Linked DNA regions of Sus scrofa: regions 1 and 2 are each linked to region 3. The links are chromatin contacts, called in public Hi-C and HiChIP or PLAC-seq maps. All regions are on one chromosome and are shown on one strand. Each heading gives the region's core, a stretch centred on a gene start, on an enhancer-like site or on the middle of the called end of the contact. The rest is flanking DNA. Distances are from core to core; before and after follow the strand shown.

What was found. Hi-C and Micro-C count contacts between places; a contact is called where the count stands out from the background. HiChIP or PLAC-seq counts read pairs in DNA pulled down with a chosen protein or histone mark.
Region 1: a Hi-C map of liver shows a contact between it and region 3, with 3 times the contacts expected there. The contact joins the promoter of LOC110256807 here to the promoter of ABRAXAS2 in region 3. A contact is called at or near these places in 3 of 47 Hi-C or Micro-C datasets (heart right ventricle, liver and subcutaneous adipose tissue) and 1 of 2 datasets of contacts at active chromatin or transcription factors (alveolar macrophages).
Region 2: a contact with region 3 is called in an H3K27ac HiChIP or PLAC-seq map of alveolar macrophages. The contact joins the promoter of OAT here to the promoter of ABRAXAS2 in region 3. A contact is called at or near these places in 1 of 5 promoter capture datasets (liver) and 1 of 2 datasets of contacts at active chromatin or transcription factors (alveolar macrophages).

Annotation. Positions count from the first base shown.
Region 1 is chr14:134,486,809-134,490,540 of Sscrofa11.1, reverse strand. It overlaps LOC110256807, which reads right to left and starts at 1,843. Exons shown (of 1, transcript XM_021073633.1): 1 at 1-1,843. The coding sequence starts at 1,815. The coding sequence ends at 730. It overlaps CTBP2 (C-terminal-binding protein 2), which reads left to right and starts at 1,736. Exons shown (of 11, transcript XM_021073631.1): 1 at 1,736-1,865.
Region 2 is chr14:133,822,842-133,826,627 of Sscrofa11.1, reverse strand. OAT (ornithine aminotransferase) reads left to right here and starts at 1,849. Exons shown (of 10, transcript NM_001185141.1): 1 at 1,849-1,868; 2 at 3,436-3,663. The coding sequence starts at 3,465.
Region 3 is chr14:134,154,379-134,158,122 of Sscrofa11.1, reverse strand. ABRAXAS2 (BRISC complex subunit Abro1) reads right to left here and starts at 2,442. Exons shown (of 11, transcript XM_021073619.1): 1 at 2,268-2,442; 2 at 339-1,366; 3 at 1-226. EEF1AKMT2 (protein-lysine N-methyltransferase METTL10) reads left to right here and starts at 3,457. Exons shown (of 7, transcript XM_013983843.2): 1 at 3,457-3,617. The coding sequence starts at 3,511.

The DNA.
Region 1 (3,732 bases), core at 594-3,093, 330 kb before region 3:
AATTTTCTGAGCTAGTGCGTTTTAAATGCCTGGCCCGGCACTGCCAGCACTTCTAGGAGGTCTTCAGTGGGGTTTGAAAACCTATTGTTTGATGATAAAACGGTCATCCGGAGTCAAGGCCCCCACATTGCCTGTCGCACAGGCCAACCTGGGCGCAGCTTTAGCAAACGAGTAGCGAGAACTCACCCCCCGCTGCGGGCGGGCGCTGGAGTTTTAAAAATGTCAATAGACCGAGAGGCCTAGAGCAGAGCTCTTCGGGATGCAGAAGAGGGTCCAGCGGTTCGGTGGCCCTTTCTCTGGCCCCAGGCCCCAGCCCAAGTTTCCTCCGGTTGGTAGGGTGTGGTGCACTCCGGGTACGTGGGAGGCTCAACTCCGCCACTCAGATCCGGGCATGGCAGTCCCTGCGGCCTGCAGAGGCCAGACCTCACACACCCCTTCCCACGCCTTTGCTGCTCAACGTCTCAATCCAGTTCCTAACATCTCAATATGGTTTTTAAACAGATCGAGACTAAGGGCTCCATTCAGCCCAAGAGGGGCTCTTGCAGGACGCGCGGCCGATCTCAGAGACGTGAGATGAGTTTGGGGGGCTCTGGGGCGCAGGCAAAAGAGCCCTCCCAGCCCGCAGCCGCTGACTCCTTTCCGCAAACTGGGCTCCCACACCGCGGGTCACGGGCGTGCAATTTCGTCTAGGTGCGGCCGGCGCTCGGCCTGGATCCTGGTGTTCAGACACTAACCTCGGCGCGTTGGGGCGGCGCGCGAGCCCAGGTCCTTGATTCTCTGGAGCCGCTGCGGCCGCAGAGCGCCTCCGTCCCGCGAGGCCCGGAGCTCCCACCCAAGGCGAGGCTTTAAAAATAGCCCCGGCGAGATCCAAGCAACAGGAAGGAACATTTTTTTTTTTTGATGTGTAAAAAATGTTTTTGCTTCTTGTAGGGAACGCAACCGCTGCAAGTTCCAGCACACAGGGCTCCCTCTGCGCGCACCCACAGCTATCGCCGCCCCTCGGGCCAGGCGCGGGCACCGTCTCCCGGATCCGGATTTGGGGAGCGCAAGTGCCCCCTGTGGCCGGCCTGCGCCTGACCCCGCGGGCCTTGAGAAGGCACAGGCAGCCGGCGCGGGGGCCCGGGAGGAAGTTGGAGCCGTGGGGCCGGGAAGGGGGCAGGTCGTCGGCGCCGTGGGCCCGGCGGGGGCCCGAAGGAGCCAGGGCCGCCTCGGGGCGCCGCGCCGCGGTCCGCCCGGGCTCGCGTCCCCCCACGTGGCCGGCCGCCCGGGGCCCCACGTGGAAGGGGCGGAGGAGGAAGGAGGGCGAAGGCAGGGCCGGACTCCTGGCCGCCGCCGCCGCTGGACCCCCACCCCTGCCGCCAGGGCCCCAGCGTTACGCGAGGGCCTCCCGGGCGGGGCCTGGCCGGGGAGTGCCCGCCGCGCCCGGCCCCCTCGCCCGCCCGCCGCGCCTGTGTGCACTTTCGCGGAGCCACTAATCCCCGAGAGAGCCGATTTGTAGTGAAGAGTATCCGTAGGGGGCGAGGCCGGCCCATGTGGGGTTGTGTCATTGGTTTGCAAAGAGAGACCCCGCCTTTGCCCAAAAAAAAAAAAGAAAAAAGGAGAAAAAAAAAAAAAAAAAAAAAAAAAAAAAGGAGCGAGGAGTGAGCGGGCGGCGACCCTCACCTCGCCTCCCGCCTCGCTCCTGCGCAGCCAGCGGCCACCGGGAGACGCAGTCGGCGTCGCTTCTTTCCCTTTCCTTTTCTCTCCGTTTTCCTCCTCCTTCCCCGGAGGAGAAAACAAATAAAGAAGAGCAAATAGCCGGGAGGCGCTCGGCATCCAGGACGCTCCCTCCCCCGATCCAAGTTGGAATTAGCATCCTCTTGGGGGTGAGCGAAGCGCGGGGCGAGGGCGGGCCGGGGACCCCCAGCGCAGCCCCCTCCCGGCCGGCGGGCGTGGGGCCGGGACGGAGCTGGGGAGGATCGGGAGCCGGGTGGGCGGAGGAAGGGGGTGGGGTGGGTGGGGAAGTAGGAAGAGGCTCGGCGGTGAGGGGAGGAGGAGGAAGGGAAGGGGAGGGATAGGGTGGGGAGGGGAGAGAAGGGGGAGGAGAGGGAAGGGCAGTAGGGGGAGGGGCGGGGAGCTGGAGAGATTAAGTTTTTGTGTGTGTGTCCCTGTGTGCGTGTGTCATTTTAAGGTGGCCCGGGAGCGGCCCAGAAGAGCCGGCGGCGGCCCAAGGAGCGAGGGACGGAGCCGGGAGCCATGCCGCGCTGAGGGGGGGGCCGCACAGCCGCCGCCACCGCCACCGCCGCCGGGTGGGGTGGGAGGGGCGGGAGCCGCCGCCGCTGCCGCCGCCGCCGCCGCCGCCGCCGCCGCCTCCCGGGTGGGCGCCCTTCGCCTTGGACGCCGGCGGCCCAGGACGAGGTAAGGGGGGCCCCGGGGGAGGGCTGGGGCCGCCGCCGCCCCCGCCCCCGCCTCACCTGCGGCCACGGGCTGGGGGCGCCGCGCCCGCGCCTCACTGCGCCACTGGGGGAGGAGGAGGAGGGCGAAGGACACGGAGCCGGCATCCGAGGACATCTTTGGTCTGCGCCCCCGGCCCGGTGTCCCTGCTCGGCGCTTGGGGGTGGGCGCCGGCCTGGGGGTCCTTGCCCGCGCCCCCCCCCCCCGCCACCGCGGATCGCGCCCGCTGGCCGCCGTTTGCGCCAGGATTTTTGTTGTTGTGATGAGAGTTGATGAATGCGAAGTAGGCGGTCACCTTCCTTCCCATCAGGATTGGGAAAAAAAAAAAAAAAAAAAAAAAAAAAGAAACCCCGAGTGCGGCGGCGTCCGGAGGGCAGCGGCGGCGGCGGCGTCTCGGCGACGGTTTCCTAGGTGCCCCCGGCTCCCATTCCCCGAGGCCGGTGGGTGCGCGCGCGGGGGCTGCCAGCGACCCAGGCCGAGCGCGCGGCACGCCGCGGGGACAATACACCCGGATCCCTCGGGACCGGGAGTCCGAGCGCGCCGGGCCTTTCGCCTGCGGGGCGGGGGCGGGGGAGGGGAGCTGAGGGTCCACTGGGAAACCGGGGCGCGCTCGGCTCGGGGCCCCCAGGGGAGCGGCCCCTGCCGGCAGGGGATCCCGCGCGGCGCCCCGGGAGCGCAAGTGAAAGACGGGAAAGGAGGCGAAGTGGAACCCTTTTGTTTTGCCGGCCCCGCATTGTTGGCTTCTCCGGGCAGCCGGGCCACATCTGCCGCCGCCACCACCACTGCCGCGCCGGGCTCGGCCCGCCAAAGTCGCAGCGGGGCGGGGGCCCGGGGCGAGCCGGGCGGCGGGCGCGGGCGCGGGCGGGGGCCGGGCTGGCTGGGCATTTCCTCTGCCCGGCCGCGCTCCCGCCAGCACCACTTCCTCCTCGCCCGCCGCCGCTGCCGCCGCCGCCGCCGCCGCCGCCGCCGCCGCCGCCGCGAACCCGGCCCGCCGGCCTCCCCCGCCCTGGCCGCACTTTTCGGGTGGGGCGATCCAAAAAGAAAAAGTTTCGCAGGAGGGGCTGGCGGGGGCGCGCCCCGGGCCGCGGTAACTCGGCGCGGCGCAGCGACAGCCGGGCGGCCGCGGTCGCCTCTTCCTCCTTGTCCTCCGCGGCGCCGGACGGACCCGAGCGACCAGAGGGAAGCGCCTTTCTTTCTCTCCCTCGCGCTCTTCCCAACGCCCCGGGGCAAGTTGGGCAGAGGCGCCCGGGAGCCGAGGCGCGCAGAGATCTTTCACCAGCGGGAGGCCCGCGGCGTGGC
Region 2 (3,786 bases), core at 600-3,099, 330 kb after region 3:
GGAGGAGATTGTTGATGTTGGCTATTTTTAAGCCCATCTTAATTCTGGTCTAATGCTTCTTATGCCAAGCACAGTAAGTTGAACACAGAAGGTTCTTTAATAGAAACGTGCTTACAGGATCCTAGTGCATTTGATGCATTAAACTGTTTGACTTCCCAGTTGAAAAAATGTTTAGCGTTCATCTTTATGGGAGTTCCCATCATGGTTAATGAATCCGACTAGGAACCATGAGGTTGTGGGTTCGATCCCTGGCCACAATCCGTGGGTTTAAGATCCGGCGTTGCCGTGAGCTGTGGTGTAGGTCGCAGACGCGGCTTGGATCCCGCATTGCTCTGGCTCTGGTATAGGCCGGCAGCTACAGCTCCAATGAGACCCCTAGCCTGGGAACCTCCATATGTCGCAGATGCGGCCCTAGAAAAGACAAGAAAAAAAACCCCAAAAAACGAACAAAATCTCTTCTTGTCATTAAGAACTGTAATTATTTTAAATGAGAATGTATTATGTGATTATGCTGAACCATTCTCACATTGTTGAACATGCTTTATTCACGAATGTCCACCGTCCTATTTCTTTCGAATAGAGTCTTGAAACCGGGAGTTCCTACTGTGGCGCAGCAGGTTAAGGATCCGGTGTTGTAGTTGCGGTGTAGGTCGAAACTGCAGCTGGGATTCTATCCCTTGCCTGGAAACTTGCCTATGCCTCAGGTGCGGCCAAAAAAAAAAAAAAAAAGAATCTTAAGAGTGAAGTCAGAGAGCACAGCACTAAGTAGCCTGGCAATTAAAATTTTTCTGTTTCCTCCAAAAAAAGGTGAAATTAGTTGTCTAAGAGCACAAACACTTTTAAGGCTTTTATTTATTGTGGTTAGAGATTTTTTTCAGAAAGTATTTCAGTTTATTTATTTTTTTTAATTAATTTTTTTATTTTCCCACTGTACAGCAAGGGGGTCAGGTTATCCTTACATGTATACATTGCAATTACAGTTTTTCCCCCGTGTTTCAGTTTAAATAGTATCTAGGAGGTCCCGTCGTGGTGTAGTGGTTAACAAATCTGACTAGGAACCATGAGGTTGCGGGTTCGATCCCTGCCCTTGCTCATTGGGTTAAGGATCCGGCCTTGCCGTGAGCTGTGGTGTAGGTCGCAGGTGTGGCTTGGATCCCGCATTGCTGTGGCTGTGGCATAGGCCGGTGGCTACAGCTCTGATTGCACCCCTAGCCTGGGAACCTCCATATGCCACGGGAGCGGCCCAAGAAATGGCAAGAAGACAAAACAAAACAAAAACAAACAAACAAACAAAAAAAAAACGGTATCTAAGTGACACTGTGTTTTACTGCTAATTTGATCAAGGCGAAAAGTAAATTTTTTTTTTTTTAAGTTGGTCAAACAGAGCATTAATGCTTACTGCGTCTCTAGTCAAGAAATAAAGTTAAAAACCAATCAATGTTTTATTTATTTATTTGTTTGTTTGCTTTTTTTTTTTTTTTTTGGCTGGGCCCACAACACATGGAAGTTCCCTGGCCAGTGATTGAATCTGTGCCACAGCAGTGATAACGCTGCGCCACAAGAGAAGTCCTAAAATCAATGTTTGAGACTTAATATTTTGGGTGAGTTCTGTCAAGTATAACCAGAAGTTTTTGCATTTTTGCTAGCGGCTATCTCCAGTGTAATGATTCGTATGTAATTTTTTTTGTTGTGGTTAATACACTTCTTTGAAATAAAATCTAGTGGAAATTAGGGATCTTCGAAAAATGCACTTAGGCACATACGTCTGCAATTTATTTCAGGAGTTACTGAACGCTCTGAAGACGTCGCTGGATCTCCAGTGAAAAAATCTGTAATTAATCTGTACTGTGGGAAGAAAGGATAGTTGGGTGAGTCTTGGCAAGTGCTGGATTTTGTTTAGCGAATGCCTGAACATATTGGATTTACTGGGTAGTGCCAAGTTGATTGGGAAGCGAGCCAAGTTCCAAGTAATAGGTTTTGCTAATCTGGCAGTTCAGACTGCGTGCTGGCTTGACTTATTGACAGAGCTCTGTTGAAACATGAATTAACTACTCTTTAAAAAAAAATAGCTATAGACATATTAAGTACGTTTCATGTTTGGCAACTTTCCACTAATCTTGAATTTATCTTTAAAAAATATCCCCCCACCCCCTGCCCTCACATGGTTGCTGTGTATTTTCCCGTTTTCTTGTTACTTTTGGCTTCTTCCTTAGCTCAGAATGTACTTCATGGCTTATCAGGACTCTCAGTGATACAGTTGGTTACAAAGCCTTGTGAAGAACTGTGATGGGGGCTGGTCTTCCGGCTGGTGCTGGTGAGAGGAGAGAAATTGACTCTGAAATATATAAATAGATTGTGAGCGAATGAATGCCAGTTTGCTCAGTGATATTTAAGATTTATTACTAAACTTCTTGGCTTGTCATAACTTGATACTCTCTAGTTCCTGGTTGCCTTTTTCTCCTTTAAACAGTTGCTTTTGTGGTGCAGTTTTTTGGGGGTTAATTTTATAGGAACCACCGTCTTAGCAGGGTAGACAGTTTTCTTTTCAGAGTTGCATCATTGCATCTCATACATACTGTTTTATTTTGTGTCTGGTCTCTTCCACTTAAAAAGCTCCTCAAAGGTTGTTTGCTATACATTACAAAACATTTTTTCCCCATCTTCTTACCTTTCACCTTTGTGTATGATGATTTGGACCTATAGAAGTTTTAGATAATTGTGGCTAAAAAACAGGTTTTGCCTTTCTAAGCAGCCCTTCCCTTCCCCCAAGAAATCACTTTTCCTTTCCTCATCTCTTTTCGCTTTGGTTCATCCCTGTTACCTATGTAGAGCCAAATCCTTTCTTAATTTCACTAGGACAGAGCTGATATGCACAGCAGTCCTCAGCCCCTCTGCGCCCCCCCCCCCCCCCCAACGGCTCCCAGGCAGCCTGCGCCTCTGATTTGGTCTCTGGCTCTGGGCTCTTATCTTTGAAAGTCTCACACCCCCACGTAAATAAATATTTTCTGAGTGGTTCCTCAGTCTCCAAGATTAGGTGCCAACTCTTGAGTCACTCCGCTGTTCAGCCTTGGCTGAATGCCCCAGGGAGAAGGTGTACCTGTGTGTGTAGCTGTGTGTGTGTCTTTATTATACAACCTTCGGATGGTATGCGAAGGAGTTGGTGGAAAGAAAAAGCCTTTCCACCTTTCATTGGTCTCCTTGCAGTTTCCAGCCTGCAGCACTTTTTGCACACCACGCCAGTGCTTGCTGGGTTTTACTGTAAATGTGTCCCTGCTTGTCCTCCCCGGGGCACCTTCAGGCTTCCCAGAGGCAAGGCTCAAGTCGGCTCTTAGTTCTCTCTTCTTTTCCTGACCCTTTGGTAAAGGCTCAGCAAGGGAGTTGACCTGCCTCTGCTCCGGAAGGTCTTAACTCTCTACGCCTTCACTTTTTGGACAGGTTGCTGGTCTTCCTCCTTGAAGGACACCATGTTTTCCAAACTAGCCCATCTGCAGACCGTCACTCTCCTTCGTCGTGGCGTTCATTCTACAGTGGCTTCTGCGACGTCTGTTGCAACGAAAAGAACCATCCAAGGGCCTCCATCCTCTGATTACATTTTTGAGCGGGAAGCTAAATATGGGGCCCACAACTACCATCCTTTACCTGTGGCCCTGGAGAGAGGGAAAGGTACGTTCCAGCCCACCCCCTTTTTGGTTTGCTTTAAGGTTTTGTAAACATTGCTTTTGCCTTTTCTCCCTAGCTGTTTTTCCAGATGTGTGTAATTTCTCGCTTGCAGAGAGGATCAACTCA
Region 3 (3,744 bases), core at 1,193-3,692:
GCGGGTTCCGGCAACTCTATGGTTTGGAGTTTGTCTTAAAAGTAACATGATGTGATTTCAGTTTTCACGTGCCCACTCTGGTTGCAGTGTTCAGAATACGGTGCCGGAGAAGGGAAAAGGGGGACGGGAGGCTGTCATCATAATCCAGACGCTGGATGTCAGTGGTTTGGGGGTGGTGAGAAGTGAGATGGTGGTAGCAGTGGAGGTGTTAAGAAGCCTTTGGATTCTGGGGACAAGAGAAGACAAATTTAATGGAAAAGCATGGAAAGAGGATAAAAACAACATAAATAATAAAAAACTGAAAATGAGCTACAACTAACTTCAGGGAAGGAACTAACCTTTCTGTGCATTAGTCTTCAATTTGTTCCACCTTCGAGGTTCAAAACTGGGATTTTAATCTCTCACAAAGCTCCTTCTACCACATGCTTTCCGAACTCAGCAAACACAACTGTTTTCTGACAGTCACACAGGCCCACGAGCACGGCATTTTCTTGACAGTCCCCTTTGATCAGTCAGCACAGTCTTCAAAATGTATCCAGAATCCTACAGCTCACCACCAGCACACCCATCACAGTGGTTCAAGTCATCATCTGCTCTCTCCCGGATCAGTGTAAGGGCCCCTAAGTCATGGGGCCTGAACTGGAGGCATTTTTGCCCCTTGGGACGTTTGACAAAAATAAGACATTTTTGGATGTCACAACGGGGCAGAGGGTGCCACTTCCATTTAGAGGCTAAGGATGCTGCTAAACATCCTACAATGCACAGGACAGACCTTCACAAAAAAGAATTATCCCCCCCCCACATGTCAATTGAATGAGGTTGAGAAATCCTGTGTTCCCACGGCTGCCTTTAACCCCTTCCCTGCCAAATCTGTCCTCAACATACCAGCCAAAATGGTCATGACAAAACTTAAATCATGTTGCTTCTTGGTCAAATCCCAAATCTTCCGATGACCCAGCTCTTTCACGTCCTGCTTCTGTCCCCTTGTTCACCCTGTTCCAGCTACACTTGTGTTCTTTCTGCTTCCCAGATATTCCTGTCTCATTCTACCTCAGGGGCTTTGCACTCACTGTTGTCTTTGCCTGGAATGCTCTTCTCCCAGAAAGCTGCAATGTTTGTGCCATGATCTCTGCTCTAGATTTGGTGACGTGGGACCCAGACAGCCCCGTACGGGACTGATTGAGTTATTATCCCAGCTGTTGGGGCGTTTGGAATTACCTTTAGAGGAAGAGTCTCATCACCCAAGATCAATTCTCCTGTTCTGAGCAAACAGGCATTCAATGCCTGGTCAATGCCGACGAATAAAGACCCAGCTCCTTCAATCAAACTTCAAAATTCCAAAGGATCACTCTGGCTTCCCAGGGCTCTGTCAGGGGAGAGGGTGTTAGCTGAGGCTCTGTTGTAACCATACCCCAGTCTAAGTACTTCCTCTGTCTAACCCTGCTTCTCTCCCTTCCCCAGTAGGTGGGGATCTTGAGAGCACACCCTAATAAACTTCCTCCTGCTTGGTCTTACACTCTGCTCCCCAGGAACACAACCTGTGACAAACTCTTTTAGGTTTTCACTCCATGCTACCTTTTCAGAGGATGCTTCCATTATGACCCTAACTGGGATTGCCTGGAACTTGACTGTCATTTTGCCAATTGGGAAGCGGCTGAGAACTCCCAAAAGCACAGTTTCAGAGAAGTTGTAGGTGCGCAGGGTTCCGGGCTGCAGGGATTGGTGGAGTGAGAGGGAGACAGGCAACCCAGTGTACTCTCAGTGCTTCCCCCTTGACTCATGTAATGGGCACCGAGTGGGAGGGACCGTGTTCCTTGGCACATTCCAGCTTCTCCCTGGTGATGGGCAGCTCTGCTGGGATAGAGTTTCTCCACCCCAACCAAGAATCTGTTGCCCTGGGAGATCAGAGATGGTGCCCCACACAACCTTCAGGACTAAACAGCCAGAGGAATCCTGGAGCCAGAGAAGGAATTCTGTATAAACTGTGGTTTTTTTCCAGGGCTCCATACCAACAACTGTTTATAGCGTTTATCACACACAGCAAAAACATCTTAAGTGTTGGCAAGACATCAGATTGAAGACAGCCTTATCTTTCATGGGTGCTTCTTCATTAGAACCTAACACTTTTGTAAGACGCACTCAGTCACATTCCAGCCTATTCTCTCTAGCAGCGCGTCTAGGAAAGATCACAACAACCATTCACTCAGGGCAGCACTAATTGACTGTGGCATCGGGTGGTTTTATTTCTCTGTAATAAGGTTACTTACGCACTTTCTCGAGTTCTTTAATCACTACACACATAGGCTCCCATCTGTCTTTTACCATATTCTATCATCAGCGGTTGCCTGAAGATCTTGGAACGTCTTGCATCAGAGGAGATGCACATGCAGTCCGAATCGGGATTCCATGAGCTGGAAAGGCAACTGTTGATGCCGCTTACCTCCAGGGACTTGTTACTGGGCTTCTCTCTGCTATGTCAACAGAAACGTGGCCTAGGAAACATGGTTTTGGTTGGAAGGCAGCCTAGTTAGGGCCCTTTGAGAGTCTTGCCTAGGACTTTGGACTACCAGTATGTCTTTGCTGCTACAGAAGTTCCCCTCAGACCTTTGGCCCCTAAGACCCCTGGGATTATGCTACCGAACTTCCAGTATCAGTCCCACCAAAAAGCAGATACCTCTCAGGTTCACTGGTGGGAAGCAGTCACCAGTGCAGGGGCAGCAAGGTGCAGGTGAAGAAATCGAGGCACACAGAAGTGAGGCCTAAGCCTCTTGGATAGGGCTGGATGCCTGGTTAGGGGCAGAGCTGAGACAGGCATCTTGACTCTCCGAGTTCTTTCTTCACTAAGCACTCTGAAACCCATGACTGGCCTACTTATGCGAGGCGGGAGTGGGGCGGGTGTCTAGAGCATTCATTTCACCAGGCATAAATTCCCTTGTCCACGAGTGACGTCAAGTCAGAAGAGGCCAGAGTGCTGTTTTCGAGGCAGGATGCCAGCCGCAAATGGAATTAGCCTTTGACCGGAAAGCCAAATAATGCGACGGACTGTCCCACCCACTCTTCAGATTTGCCCACGACGTGGAGAGAGGAGGTGATCTGCACCTTTGGGGGGAGCAGTGTCGGATTATATTCGGTATGGCTCCCCCACCGCCAGCTTTTCTCCAAAACGCAATGCTTGGAGTGGCCCCTTACAAACAACACCCCCCCCCGGGGGCGCCCCAAATACGGTAGCGTTTAGGCGGGCACCTCAAGGAACGGGGTGCACCTGACGCCGGCTGGAGTGAGAGTGGGGACCAAGGCGAGGCCCCGCCCCGCCCACGCCTGGGCTTGGGACCGGGCGCTCTAGACCCCGGCGGCGCTGGGAAAGGCGCGGAAGGACGGCCGACCCCCGCGGGGGCCGGGAGCAGTAGAGAGCGCGGCCTCCCGCCTCCTAGAGGCGCCAGCCCGCCCGTCCGCTCTGCCCGCGCCTCGTCTCTATGGCGGTCCCAACGGCCGTCCGGGGCGCCGAGCGCAATGAGCGAGGGCGCGGACGGCGGCGGCGATGGGGCATCAGCGCGGTCCCCGGGGGGCAGTCCCGGAGGGGATGGCTTTGCCCCGTCGGCGCTGGGGACCCGAGAGCAGTGAGTGTGGCGCAGGGCCGGGGAGGGTGAGCGGCGCTGTCTGGATGGGGCCGCGGAGGACGGGGCGAGCCCGGGGGGCGTGGCGAGAGGAGCCCAAAGGGCCGCCCTGGGCGAGGGCCCGGGATGG